5 separate regions of the Mus musculus genome follow, and regions 2, 3, 4 and 5 are each linked to region 1. A link is a contact called in public HiChIP or PLAC-seq and promoter capture Hi-C data. All regions are on one chromosome and are shown on one strand. The core of a region is the stretch at or near the end of the contact, and the rest is flanking DNA. Distances in the headings are between cores, read along the strand shown. Region 1 holds the start of Spint2 (serine protease inhibitor, Kunitz type 2). Region 2 holds the start of Supt5 (suppressor of Ty 5, DSIF elongation factor subunit). Region 3 holds the start of Acp7 (acid phosphatase 7, tartrate resistant). Region 4 holds the start of Plekhg2 (pleckstrin homology domain containing, family G (with RhoGef domain) member 2). Region 5 holds the start of Zfp74 (zinc finger protein 74).

Evidence for each region. HiChIP or PLAC-seq counts read pairs in DNA pulled down with a chosen protein or histone mark. Capture Hi-C pulls out chosen DNA fragments and counts their contacts.
Region 2: a contact with region 1 is called in a FOXA1 HiChIP or PLAC-seq map of pancreatic cancer cells. The contact joins the promoter of Supt5 here to the promoter of Spint2 in region 1. A contact is called at or near these places in 2 of 39 promoter capture datasets (liver and pre-B cells) and 1 of 115 datasets of contacts at active chromatin or transcription factors (pancreatic cancer cells).
Region 3: a promoter capture Hi-C map of pancreatic islet shows a contact between it and region 1. The contact joins the promoter of Acp7 here to the promoter of Spint2 in region 1.
Region 4: a contact with region 1 is called in an H3K27ac HiChIP or PLAC-seq map of bone marrow-derived dendritic cells, with 3 times the contacts expected there. The contact joins the promoter of Plekhg2 here to the promoter of Spint2 in region 1. A contact is called at or near these places in 1 of 39 promoter capture datasets (embryonic stem cells) and 3 of 115 datasets of contacts at active chromatin or transcription factors (bone marrow-derived dendritic cells, embryonic limb bud and memory CD8 T cells).
Region 5: an H3K27ac HiChIP or PLAC-seq map of embryonic stem cells shows a contact between it and region 1, with 2.3 times the contacts expected there. The contact joins the promoter of Zfp74 here to the promoter of Spint2 in region 1. A contact is called at or near these places in 1 of 39 promoter capture datasets (liver), 2 of 484 Hi-C or Micro-C datasets (both in embryonic stem cells) and 2 of 115 datasets of contacts at active chromatin or transcription factors (embryonic stem cells and pancreatic cancer cells).

Annotation. Positions count from the first base shown.
Region 1 is chr7:29,280,538-29,283,237 of GRCm38.p6, forward strand. It overlaps Spint2 (serine protease inhibitor, Kunitz type 2), which reads right to left and starts at 1,440. Exons shown (of 7, transcript NM_011464.2): 1 at 975-1,440. The coding sequence starts at 1,080.
Region 2 is chr7:28,337,440-28,340,139 of GRCm38.p6, forward strand. It overlaps Supt5 (suppressor of Ty 5, DSIF elongation factor subunit), which reads right to left and starts at 1,280. Exons shown (of 30, transcript NM_013676.1): 1 at 1,256-1,280; 2 at 913-996. The coding sequence starts at 987.
Region 3 is chr7:28,629,646-28,632,345 of GRCm38.p6, forward strand. Acp7 (acid phosphatase 7, tartrate resistant) reads right to left here and starts at 1,268. Exons shown (of 13, transcript NM_175319.5): 1 at 1,199-1,268; 2 at 1-65.
Region 4 is chr7:28,371,363-28,374,062 of GRCm38.p6, forward strand. It overlaps Plekhg2 (pleckstrin homology domain containing, family G (with RhoGef domain) member 2), which reads right to left and starts at 1,300. Exons shown (of 19, transcript NM_138752.2): 1 at 498-1,300. It overlaps n-TIaat16 (a tRNA gene), which reads left to right and starts at 1,637; the gene lies at 1,637-1,731.
Region 5 is chr7:29,952,691-29,955,390 of GRCm38.p6, forward strand. It overlaps Zfp74 (zinc finger protein 74), which reads right to left and starts at 1,375. Exons shown (of 6, transcript NM_178384.4): 1 at 1,165-1,375. C230062I16Rik (a long non-coding RNA gene) reads left to right here. Exons shown (of 4, transcript XR_003946630.1): 1 at 1-1,266.

The sequences.
Region 1 (2,700 bases), core at 190-2,689:
CCACTACCTGGGACACTGGTCCCAAGGTCTTAGTATGGCTGCCACCTACTCATTCAATTGTTAGGATAGGTGCCACCCTCCTTAGAGTACTTCCTGAGTTAAGTACCCTTCACCATCTTCTATCACTGTTCTTATCCCGCTGTCTTCTAGTCACCGCTAGTCATTTAATCTTTGGCGAGTACTCTGCACGTTAAGTGTTCGCTCCCACTGGAATCCAAGCTCTGCGAATTCAGGAACCTGTCTAGTCTTGAGTCAGCCACGACCACCATTCTTACAGACCCTCAGCGGGGACTCAATTAAGTTTGCTCAATCAATGAATTCTTTCAAAAGAGATCTTTTCAAAGCTGGCTAGTGGTTGTCTGAAGCAGTTAAAAGTTGTAACGACTCCTAAAGACGCAAACCCCAGCTGCTGGGTGCCAATACTACACTCGGAGAACAGACGTTCCTGCATTGGCAGGCACCTTGGCAAAGCTCCTCCCTTCTACCAACCGCTGCTTCTCTTCTTCCTCGGGAGATCATGGGGCTGTTGCCATATGTGATATCAACAGGTGTCCGAAGTGCGTTTTCCCTGTACCCAAAGCGGCCAACAGGTCTCCCGAACAAATTTCCACCTCTGAGGCTTGAATGCGCCCCCCACCCCCACCCCAAGTCCCCGTCCCCACCCCGGGCTTTCTTTGGCCAAGCAATTTCCGCTTCGTTGAGCTCCTCACCCACTTCCAGTGCCACGCCTTCCTGGGTCAATACACCTCATCTCCCTCCCTTCCTCCTTCCTTCTGGAAGGGACACTTTGCTAACCCTTACGCCCCCGCGCTCGCGAGGCTCCTACCCTTCCTAGCCCGCCACCTGCAGGTCTGGCTCCACCGCCCATCCTCCCCAACCCCAAGGAGCCTGCGATCACTCTGCGCACCGAGTACCCCCACTTTCGCTGCGGCCTCCTCTATCCCCTGCTCCCGGATCCCCCGCCTGGCCCTCACCGTGGACGTCTAGTTCTCGGCTGGCCACCTGGGCCCCGGAGAGGAGCAGCGAAGCTACCAAGGCGAGGAGCGCCCGGCCCCGCCGCAGCTCACAAAGCTGCGCCATGACCTGCTGCCAGCGCCGCGCGCCAGGCCTCGAGCCGCCGGCCGTTGGGGTGTGGGGGTGGGGTCTCGCGAGCAGGTGCGGGAAAGCCCACGGCCGCGCACGCGCACTGCAGGTCCGCGGGCTCAGGTGCGGCTTCGCCCCGGAGTAGGACTTCGAGGCGCCCGGGTCCCCGGAAGCCCTTTTTTCTGGCTTTTGGCGCGTGCGACGCCTTAGTTGCCTCCCAACACGGTCCCTGGACTCGCGCGGCAACACTCTGCGACTCTTCCCCAGACTGTGAAAGCCTCCACCCGTCCGAGGAGTACTACGGCGAATGGCGGACGCAGGGACACAAGAGAAGGTGGCACCCAGGCTGGGGGTGGGGCGCACCTGGCGGGGCGGGGCAGATGCGGCGCAAGCGCGGAGGGCCCCGCACCTGGCTCTGCGGCCTGCACCTGGCACCGCCCCCGGCTCCTGGGAGGAGGCGTGGTTGGCATTGACCCCGCCCCAGCCGGACCTTGCGGGAGGCGTGGGTCTGTTGGCCACGACGTCCTTGCGCCTTCGTGCTTGCGCTGTGACTATGGCGAGAGAAACTTTTCGGAAACCTGTGGCTGTCTGCCCGCTCTGCTTTAGCGTTCCTTTAGGTGTGAGAGATATATCCTGCCTAAATTCCTCGTTCTCTGTGCCATAAACAAATGTCCCGGATTGAGCAGTGGCCAGGCCAGCTTGGCCTGTGTGTCGTCAAACAGGATCAGCCCGTAGTAGTGATGCGGAAGCAGAGGGAAGAGTGATCAGGAATGTGATGGTGAAATCCTACAGTTGAGTGAGCAGGGGTTGGGACAGTGAAAATCAGGGCATGATCAGAGCCCAGTTTCCTATTCAGTGCGACTGCCAGTTAGGCAGGGCACTGTCTGGAAAGAGGTGACAAGTCCTTAAAACTGCAGGTTTCTCTGGACCCCGTACAGGAAGACAAATACAAATATATAGAGGTGTTAGGGTGACGATCAGAAGCTTGCAAAGGATGAACAGACCTGAAAGGGGGAGGGACACGGGGACTGGACTAGGTACAACACCCAAAGGAGACTTACAAACCACTACCACAGAACCAGGGTGGGCTTCTGGAAAGAAGCTCCATTTAAACTGGATGAATGGAGGAGGGCTGACAGAGGAAGTAGAAGGCCGTTAGCAGAAGAATTAATGATCTCGTTATCATTGAAAATACTGCTCTTGGGCTGGCAAAGTGGCTAAGTAAATACAACTGCCACCAAACCTGATGACCAGATTCGCACCTGCTCGCAAGGTCACCCCCCACCACCACCCCCCAACGGCTGGAGGCCTGGCGTGCCCGGGTGCTCCACGCCTTGTTAGCTTCGCTGCTTCTCTCCGGGGCCCAGGCGGCCAGGAGATTCCTGGTGCAAACACGGTGGAAGAAGAGAACTGGCTTCCTGAAGTTCTCTGACCTCCACACTGTAGCCATGGCACCTGCCAGACCACACGAACACAGACACACACACACAGACACACACACACACACAGACACACACACACACACACACACACACACAAATAAATGTGTTTAAGAAAAATAAAATAGGGCTGGAGAGATGGCTCAGCGGTTAAGAGCACTGACTGCTCTTCTGAAGG
Region 2 (2,700 bases), core at 30-2,529, 940 kb before region 1:
AGGCAGCTCTCAGGAGGCAGAGGCAAGCAGATCTGAGTTCAAGGCCAGCCTGATCTACAGAGTGAGTTCCAGGACAGCCAGGGCTACACAGAGAAACCCTGTCTCGAAAAACCAAAAAAGAAAAAAAGAAAAGAAAACAAAACAAAACAAATAAAATCCAAAGTATACATATTTCAGATCTTGGAGGATTTTTGGATTATTTGCACATACACAATAAGGTACCTTGGAACGGGACAATACATGAAATTCATATATCTTTCATATATACTGTGCACAGTCATTTAACACAGTATTTTTAGTGCACTAGTGTTGACTTTGACCTGTCATATGTGGAATTTTCCATTCGTAGCATCGACAGAAGACTAGAAAAGTTACAAAATCATCTGGATTTTCACACTAGGATGCTGAACCTGGGAGTCTCTCATATTTACTGGCTATATTTATTCACAGTAGCAAATTCACATTCACCCATCAGTTGTCGATTTACATTTTAAAATCTGTTAGCAGGAGCCCAAGGACAAAGACTTGTACAGGCTGGCACACAGTAGGCAATACATACACACTTCTGGAACAACTGGGGATACCTAAAAACACAAACACGAAAGAATCCTAAGAGCTGGGGCTGTCCACCTAGCAGGGCCCTGAACTCAATCCTAGCATCGCAAGTGATAAAAAGTAAACCGAAAGAAACAAATCAGATGAAAGCCAACCGTGGACCTGGCGCACCCCCACCTTCTGGACGCTGCCCCTGCGCTCCACGCTGACTTGCACACTCGTCCATCTCTCCCGACAATCTGGAACCACCCTCCCCCCCAGCCGTTCCGAGTCCCCGGCTCCCCCAGGGCCCTCTCTGCCCTGCCCCTGTCCCTGTCCCCAGGCGCAACGTCTCCCCTAAGAATCCCAGGCACCGACCTCGGCCTCCTCCGCCTCGCTGCTGCGCTCGCTGTCCTCCTCCTCGGAGAAGTTGCTGTCTTCGCTGTCCGACATCTTCCGCAGCTGCAGAGGAAGACCGCGGCCTCAGGGCGTCGCGGAACCAAAAGCGCCACCCCCAAGCCTCAGTTTCCCCGCAAGGTAAACCGGGGGAGAAAATCCCCAGGCGCACTTCCGGCAGCCTGGTTCAGGCGGTCGCGAACCCGCGTTGTTCGGGCTATGGCAGCTAGCACACCCGGCCCTGGCTGCGGCCGGCACACGTCCTGAACCTCCGCCAGCCCCGACCCCCGCTCCGGCCCCTGCCTGCCGTCCCACGCCCGCTCACCGATCGCTTGCCACCTGAAGCTTCCGCGCCAGCTGCGGATCACACAACGCCTAGCTGGCCTGAGCGCTCTCTCGCGAGAACTGGCGCGTCAGTCTCACCTAACGCGAGACTTTAGGGGCCTGCTCTGAGGGCGGCCTCTTGGAGCCGCCATCTCCGGAGTGGCCAAAGTGGTTTACGCGGACTGTACGGCCGCCATCTTGAGAAGGTCGAAAAGTAATCGGCTTCTCCTAACCCAGAGCTGAATCGGGTGAACTGTTGGCTCGTCCGTCCTCTAAACTTCCCTCGGAGGTGTCAGAGGTGACGGGACAGAGATTCGGCTTCACACCGCCACCCTCGGCATTCTGAGGAGTTCCCCTAGATTTTTAGGGACCTAGACTCAGGTTAAATCCGAATTCCTGGCGATGCTCAAAACAATCTCAAAACTTGTTAGTTTAGCGCGGCACAGTATTGTGTTATTAATGATCTGGTTTGTTTGTTTGTTTGTTTGTGTGATAAGGCCTTACTTTGTAGCCTGGCTAAATCTCAGACTCACAAAGATAAGCCCATGTCTGCCTCTGCCTCCCTGGTACTGAAATTAAAGGCGTGTGCCACCATGCTTACAATGAAAGACACTTTAATACGGATTTAAGACTGAAGGCGGGAGCTGGTGAGATGGCTCAGTGGTTAAAAGCGCCTACTGCTCTTCCGAAGGTCCTGAGTTCAAATCCCAGCATCCACATGGTGACTCACAACCATCCATGACGAAATCTGATGCCCTCTTCTGGAGTATCTGAGGACAGCTACTGTGTACTTACATATAATAAATAAATAAATAAATCTTAAAAAAAAAAAGAAGAAGAGGAAGAAGAAGAAGAAGAACTGAAGGTGGACAGGCGAGCCAGGAGTTATGCACAAAACCATCACATTTATTTAATTCCGGACAGCCAAGGTTACACAGTGAAACACTGTAACCAAAACAAAACAATAAAACCTAAACTGGAGAGTTGGCTCAACCGCCAAAGAACGCTGGCTGCTGTGGAGCTGTGGTCAATTTCCAGCAGCTCACAACCCGCTTTCACTCCAGTCTCAGGGGAGCTAATGCTCGCCCTCTTCAGGCCTCGGCTGACATTGAATATCCACAGACATAAAAATTCAAGACAAGCCGGGCGGTGGTGGCGCACGCCTTTAATCCCAGCACTGGGAAGGCAGAGGCAGGCGGATTTCTGAGTTCGAGGCCAGCCTGGTCTACAGAGTGAGTTCCAGGACAGCCAGAACTGCACAGAGAAACCCTGTCTCGAACCCCCCACACACAAAAAAAAATTCAAGACAGAAAGTTAATAAAAGCAGCATGCTTGAGCAATCTAGATGGCTCATCAGATAAAGTATCTTGCTGAGAAACCTGACGATCTGAGTTCTATCCCTGGAACCTATATGATAGAAGGAAGATAGCCAAAAAGTTTTCTTCT
Region 3 (2,700 bases), core at 18-2,517, 650 kb before region 1:
GGTCCCACAGAGGATGGAGAATGGACCGATGCCAGGCAGAGCCGTGTGTCCGTCTGTCAGGATGTCTGTGGGGGAGGAAGACTGAATGACTGAAACGTCTCTGAGGGGAGTGGTGAAGGAGATGCTGGTGAGAGAATAATTAATGAGGTTTCTGAGCCTCGCTGCTCAGCACTTTGCATAGATTAATGGCAGGAGGCCTCACAGCATTCCTATGAGGTGGTGGCGACAGACATCACCAACCCAGTCACATATAGGAAACTGAGCAACCGAGTGACTCAGTGGCAAGGCTAGGATGAGATGCAGCTGAGTTTGAACCCTTCCGGCCCAGGCTCCTGATCCTGGGAGGGGGCTAGGAGGCTGGGGGGCGGGGATGCCTTTGACAACGCCATCCCCAACATCTCTGTCTTCTCTTAGCGACCTATTCTCCAGATTCTTAGCATCCCACTGTACCCTCAGCCTCTCTAATTCATCCTCAGATTTCCACTTATTCCTCCGGACCCGATAACTCCAACTCTACTCCCAGATTTCTCATTAGCTCCACCTGCCTGGAGCGGCTTCTTCTCATTCCCCTCCCCAACATCCCATCTTGCCTTCAGATCTCTCTCCTCCCCGGGCTCCATCCTCATCCCAGCTGCCTCTCCAGCCCTGAACCTGCATTGCCTGAACCCCGGTTTCTCCTCAGCTCCCAGGCCAGCTGAGGTTCTGAAGTTCGGTCCACCTGCCCTCGGGACCTGGACAGGTGCCTCGGGTCTGAAAGAACCGTCCACCGAAGGTCGAGAGCTGGGACGTGGGGTGGGGGGCGCAATCGGGAAGGGGACGCCGGCTCACCCTCAGGGGCGCGCCAGCCGCCCTCACGGTCCTCTCGGCCACCGATGCGCTGCAGTATTTATGAGCTTGCAGGGACACAGGCTCCCGCCGCCCACAGGTGTCCCAGCCCCGGAAGAGCCGGCTGCTTCAGGTGACGGGCTCCCCAGACAGCCCGAGCCCCGTGTCCCACAGGTCCGGCCGGTCCCTGGCGCCCCACGCCCACCCTCACGCCCCCCTCAGGGTGGGGCGCAGAAAGAGGGGACCCAGAAAAGCATGGGACGCCGCCACCTCCGAGCCAGACAGCAGGTTAGCGCCGGGACAGGTAAGGCTGCCCTGTCCCCAGGCGTCCCACCGCCCCAGCTGCGGAGACCCCCTGGTGACAGAAACCCACCCTCAGTCCCAAGGGAGGCCGCGATCCTGGGATTCCCATCCATCTCCGTTGAGCCCTCAGCATCTTCCTCTCAGCTCCTTCCTGCTTCCCAGAGCCGGGACTCTCCCTCAGACCCCCGCAGGGTATCCTGGAAAACACAAACTCCAAAGGCCCTGGTGACAATGGTGTTTGTGAGCCCGGTGCCCTAGGCGCAGTTGCTCAATCTCGCTACAGCCTGTTTTCTCACCTGTAAAAAAGGAGGAGATGGCTGGCACATACCCCGGTGTGCTACCCTAAGAACCGAGTTCAAGTCCAGAGCCGCCCCCACCCCCCCCACACCCCTGTCAAGGTGGGAACAAGTGGAATTTGAGCTGTCTAGATGCTGAAGAGGCCTTCAGCAAAGTGCGCTTAGGGTTTCCCAGATCCACAGCAGACACGTTCTTGGGGGAAGAGAGGTTTTCTGTCTTACACGCATTTTCTGTGCGATGACTCTGCAGTTTAGCTTTGTAAGCAGTTCTAGGTCTTTGGAGGTGGAGCTTGTGGAGTCTGACTTCGGGGCGGGAGTCCCCGGTCTTTAGGATTTTTGAACTCCCTACCCCTTTTCATTACAGCTTAAAATGTAATAATAATAATAATAATAATAATAATAATAATAATAATAATAATTGATAAATCACTCGGATCTGGGGCTAGTGTTGCACGCCCTTTATCTCCTGCACACCGGAGGCAGAGGGTCCTTATGAGTTCAAAGCCAGCTAGCCTGTTCTGCGATGAGTTCCAGGGCTACACAGTAACGAGTGTGAGCCTGTCTCAAAGATAAAATAATCACTTGGTCGTAGTGGTACACCCCTTAATCCCAATCTGTAGGAGGCTGGACCAGGAGGCCAGGAACCTGAGGCCAGCTAGGCTCCCTAACAAGACCCTATCTTAAAGCAGAACGCCACAAACAACTCTCTTTATCAATTTCAGCTCTGGCTCACCGCTACTCTAGCAGCCACAATCAAAACCTCTTCTTGTTATTTTTCTTGGTGGCCTTCCAGAATGGAAGCATCTTAGCCGGGTTTTATGCAAAGGATGCCTACTGCAAACCTAACGTGACTCCTGGCTGCTCCTGTTTTTATGCCACCAAGTTATGGACAGCCAAATATTTTTAAAGCAAGTGTGTCATACGGAAACACATGTGCTTTCTCATTTGTTTATTTGAAAACAGGATTTTATGTAATCCGGACTAGACTGGAACTCACTTACTCCATAGCTGAGGCTAGCCTGGAACTCCTGATCTTGTTTTGTTTTGTTTTGTTTTGTTTTGTTTTGTTTTGTTTTGTTTTGTTTTGTTTTGTTTTGTTTTTCAAGACAGGGTTTCTCTATATAGCCCTGGCTGTCCTGGAACTCACTCTATAGACCAGGCTGGCCTCGAACTCAGAAATTCGCCTGTCTCTGCCTCCCAAGTGCTGGGATTAAAGGCATGAGCCACCACTGCCCAGCACTCCTGATCTTCTAGACTCAGCCTATCAAATGCAAGG
Region 4 (2,700 bases), core at 50-2,549, 910 kb before region 1:
AAGTGACAGGAAGAAGGGGCTGAGAATACAAGCCAAAGATGGAAAAAGGTTGAGACAAAGAACGAAGACAGCAAAAGTGCCTGAGTCTGCAAGTCCCATCTGTCTGGGGGCCCCCCTCCCAAGGCTCAGGGATCCTGGGAACTCTCAGGCTCAGGCTGAAGCTGAGGGCGAGGGGCAGGGCTGGGAAAAACCGTGGGCGGGAGAGGCCGCGGGGTCCCAGGGGAGGGCGGAGGCTGGGGGACCGGATGCCAGGGTCCTACAGACTGTTCCTTACCCCGCCCAAGACGGCGTACTGGGGCGCTGGCCCCGAGTCCTCCACCCAGCTCCAGTCGGTCCCTCGGCGCCCCAACCGCGGTCCCCACCGTTGGATTCTCCCCTGTGCAGTTGCAGCCCCCAACTCCAGCCGGCGCCTCCGCTACCCCCCGCCGGCACGCCCCCTCATTGTTCCGCTTCGGCGCCGCCCCCTCCCCCAGCCCCGGGCCCCTCGCTCCCCTCACCTCCCGGGGAGCCACGGGCCTTGGGGTCGGGAGTCCCGCGCGTCTGGACCGTAACGCGCGATCCCTGGGGAGGCTCACAACCCAGACTTAAGGTCGTGAACTTGGGGTTCTCGGACTCCAGAATCCGGGGAGAGTTGGGATCCGGAGTCCGAAGTCTCGGTGTTCTAAATAGAAGATGCTGCAACCCTCTACTCGAGTCTCAGACCAGGGCGCTGGGGACCCAAACTCCTCAGTCTTCTAGGTAGGGCTGTGTGTTGTCGGGAGCACCGGGATTCCAGAGTTTCCAGAACCCGAGGGGCAGGAGTGAAGTCACCTCCGGGAGGGACCGCAAGGACTGGCTAACTCCTCGGTCTCCTGGAGGTGATGGATGCTGCAGCCCTAAGTCGAGGCGCGAGGTCCTGTCCCCAAGTGGCTCCAGGAGGGGGTCTTGGACTCAGAGTTGGGACCCCGTGGGAAGGATGCACGGCCACAGATCCTACGGTCTTCGAAGCCGGGTACGGGACGGGCCTCCAGCCTCGGGGCTGACTTCCCGAGCCCCGGGCTCCTCCAGGAGGGGGCGCTGGACATCAGAGGTCCCGGCCCCTCTGCGGGAGCCGGGACTTGCGGGTCTCTTAAAACGCGGGACAGAGTTCCCGGACGCCTGGGCCCAAGACTATGAACGCCTCGGGCTCCGGGATGAGTGTCCTGGGGCTCTGGGGGCAGCGGCAACGCCGCATCTGGGGCGGGGAGAGTCGGGTCCCAGATGTGGGGCGGGGGGCGGCCGCCCAAGGCTTCTCCTCCCCTTTGCCGCCGCCGCGGCTCACATCCTGTTCCCGCCTGCTGGGGGGAGGGGCCGCCTTCCGGCACGCCCTCCCGTAAAGGCTTTTAAAATCCCCGCCCCCTACTCTGAATAATTGCAAGCAAGCGGTTCCAACGGCGAGTCACCGCCCACATTCCAAGAGCCTAGAGCCGGGAGGACTTTTTACCTTTTACAGCAAGGGCCCAGGAGGCGTGAGAATCTGGAATAGTCTCACACTCTTGTTCTTATTGGTCGATCGGCGGGCTTTATATTTGCATATGCAATGTTGGGCCGAGCCGTTCAACAAAGTCCTGCGACTACAACTGACTGAAGGACTTTGTGGCGCGAGGGTGCGGCCGGAGCTCCAGTGGCGCAATCGGTTAGCGCGCGGTACTTATATGTCAGTGCTAGGCGTAAGCGATGCCGAGGTTGTGAGTTCGATCCTCACCTGGAGCACTTCTTTTTTTAACTCATCTACCTCTTTTCTGGTGTTCTCTCATCAGTTTAGAAGTCTTCACATTTTATAATTTCAATCAAATGTTTTGGCTTGTTTGAGACAGGGTCTCACCATGTAACTCTCTGGCTGGTCTGGAAGTCATTATGTAGACCGGGCTGGCCTCGAACTCACAGAGAGCGCCTGCCACTGCCTCTGCCTCTGCCTCTGCCTCCCTAGTACTGGTATTAAAGACGTGCGTCACTGTACCCGGAAACTACAGAATTTTTGAAGAATGAACATTTCTTTGTGAATTTTTTGCAATGGTCTGTGGAACAGTCCCAAAGTTGCAGTTTCTATTCTGGTCGCCAGAGGGCAATAACGTCTCTTATTAGATGGCCTGGGCGTCAGATAAAATCCAAATCTCAGATCCCAGGGATGGATGGATGCTTACAACACACTCTTTATGGATATTTGTCTTCTACAGGTTTCTGAACAGATTTTTTTTTTTTTTTTTTTTTTTTTTACTGACCACTCACTAGGAACTGTATCCTCTGTCTCTGAGGACTTGACTTTTTACTAAGGAGACTGAGTACTGAAAGTCTACGAATTAAGTACTTTTTTTTAAAATTTGACTTTCCCTATGTTACCCAGACTGGCCTAAACTCCTGGCTCCCTCACCATCTGGGAGTGTAACTGTATCGTTAGATTAGCTACTGATAAGTATGGATAAGTAGGGTGGGATGCAGATTATCATAGCTGTCATGGATGGACTGTTTTTATTTTATGTGTATGGGTGTTTGGCCTGCAAGTGTGTCTGTGTACCATGTTCATGCTTGGTGTCCAAAGAGACTGGAGGAGGGCGGCAGATCCCCTGGAACTGCAGTTTCAGAGGGTTATGGTGCAGGGAATCAAACCAGGTGCTCTGTCAGAGCCGCCAGTGTTCTTAACTGCTGATCCATCTCTCCGGCCCCAGGGGAGATCTTTGAACA
Region 5 (2,700 bases), core at 125-2,624, 670 kb after region 1:
AGCCACCCGAAGAGAGGGAGGAAACAAGAGGAGGTATGAGGGAGGAAATGGGGTACATTACAGCATTGCCAAACAGTTCTGCATGAACTTGGTTTATAACTTCAAGAGGTTGAAAACAGAAATTAATCAGGATATATATATGTGTGTGTGTGTGTTGTGTGTGTGTGTTTAAATGGTATACACTTGAAATGTGTAATTGTTGATGTCAATATGTTAACAACATCAATGGTTAAATAAGAGCCGTAAGTTACAGAACTGTATATATGATGTTACTGCTCTTTTTTTTTCTTTTTTTTAGATTTGTTTATTTTATGTGAGTACACTGTAGCCATCTTCAGACACACCAGAAGAGGGCATCAGATCCTATTAGAGATGGTTATGAGCCACCATGTGGTTGCTGGGAATTGAACTCAGGACCTCTGGAAGAGCAGCCGGTGCTCTTAACCACTGAGCCATTTCTCCAGCCCGTTACTGCTCTTTTAAGAGGCCATGCTCTTTATATGAGCACATAAATGTACGCGTTCATGCTCACGAGTGTAAAGAAGTCAATTTGTCAGGAGCTGCATGACTGACTAGGAGAAATAAATAATTTTTAGTCTTTGGGCTTTTCTGTATCTTGCTATTTGGGAAATGGAGTTGGGCTGCAAGGCAAATGAATTTCGCCTGTCATGTACACAAGACAGTTTGTCAATACAGGAAAATAGTCAAGTCCTGGAGATACTGATGCTTCATATAAAAATATTTTCAATTATTATAAACGGCTAAAGGTAGCACTCGTTCAAACGCGGTCTTCACACATCTCCACACAATCCTACCCGCCTAACTTCCACCCACAGAGTTTTTCATTAATGCATTCATTCATTATCTCAGCCATCACATGTGCACCCACGTTCGTAAAGGCACATAAAGGATAACGAGCAAATTATAGTCACATCACGGCTGCTGCAAACCGCAGGCATCCCGTCCTCTACCCACACCCGCGACCGCTCTACAGGGCCCTGGCTTCCACCCAGCACAAAGAGTCCTGGCCTCCAGCTCACGGCTTCCGGGACTCAACGCTGAGCCGGGCCACGGGTCTCGATCCCCCAACCCGACGCCGCCCAAGGCTCACAGCCTCCGGGCTACGGCCTGGTGCTGCTAGGCTGGGAAAGAAGACCCACAAACCTGGGTCCGCTAGGCGCAGGGTAGCACTTCCCAGAGGGCCGCGCGGCTCGCCGGGCGGGTCTGGCCTTCGGCGTGCGAGTCAGGAGAGTGGCCAAGGCTCGGGTAAGGGCGCGGCGCTGCGGCAGGGGGACCGGCTTGAGCCTGGGCGGGTTTTGTAGCAGCGGCTACCCCGCGGCCTGGCATTCACAGCCTGGGGGTGCAACTTGCAACTGAGAAGAATCCGAAAGGATCCCTTGCGTTCTTGCTTTGAACTACATTTCCCAGAGCCCTTCGCGGCCCGAGACCTGTGCTCACCCAAATGAAAAACTGGCCCTCGGCTATGAGACTTTCAGGGTTAGGGAGTCTGAGCCAGGAAGAGAGCACGGCTGAGTTTGTTTAGTTCCCTTGGATCAGGGCTCTCTCCCGAGATTGTCTACCTCTTTATGATGGGGATGGTCCTCCGGAGTCACAAACTCTTGGTAGCAGGCAGAAGGAGGAGTTACGTGAATACGTGTGTGTGAGAACTAGACTATGGGGTCAGGGTGTGGAGTTTATAGAGTTAAGAGACCTTGAAGTTCAGTGACATTTAAAACTGTGTGAATTTGCAACCACTTTTGTAATCATGGCTGGGTGTTCTCTTGCAGCGTTTCATTGCTATCTTCCAATTTTGTCAGAAACATGCTTTTGTCTATACTTCGTAGACTCCTTGTTCTGACCGACAGTGTTACTGGACTGTTAACGTAGGATTGTAAACACCATTGCTGAGCAATGTCTACATACTAACTAGATCCTAAGGAAACGGAGCCATTTACTAGTCAACTAGACCCTTGTACCAGTTAGCCGTTCTCTCTCCATCAAAACAAAACAATCACCACTGGGGAGGGGGACGTTATTAGATATACGTTTTTACAAATACTTTCCACCCTTGCTGTAGGAGTAATTTGTCCTTTTATTGTCCTGATAATACTCTTTAGTGAACAAGGGTTTTTTGTTGTTGTTGTTGTTTGTTTGTTTGTTTTAAAGGTTTATTTATTTCTACTTGACGTGTTTTGAGTATTTTGTCTGCAGTTCATGCATGCAATACACAGAGAGACCAGAAGGGGGCATCCGATTCCCCGAAACTGGAGTGGCCTGTGCTTGTGAACCACTCCCTGAGAGTTCTGGGAATGAAACATGGGTCCTCTTCAAGAGCAACAAGTACTCTTGATGCCTAATCTGTCTCTCAGCCCCTGCTTTAGATAGATAGTATAGTGTACATAGTTCCTTTATCATAGTATTTAAGCAACATTATTTTATTTCACACAGAATATAGAACTCTAAGCAATAGTTTGTTTCTCTTTTCCTTTCATAATATTGTTGCTGTCAAATAAACTTCTTGAATTTGCCATCGCTTGACATGTAGCCCAAACTGGCCTCAAGCTCAGATAAATCGCCCAGCTTCTGTTTGACAGGCCCACCCCCATCCTAACTTTTATTTTCTGTCTATCCCAGCACCACAGATAGCTTCTCCCATACAGTGTTGGTTCCTAATCAGACACCACAGAGAATTCCATACAC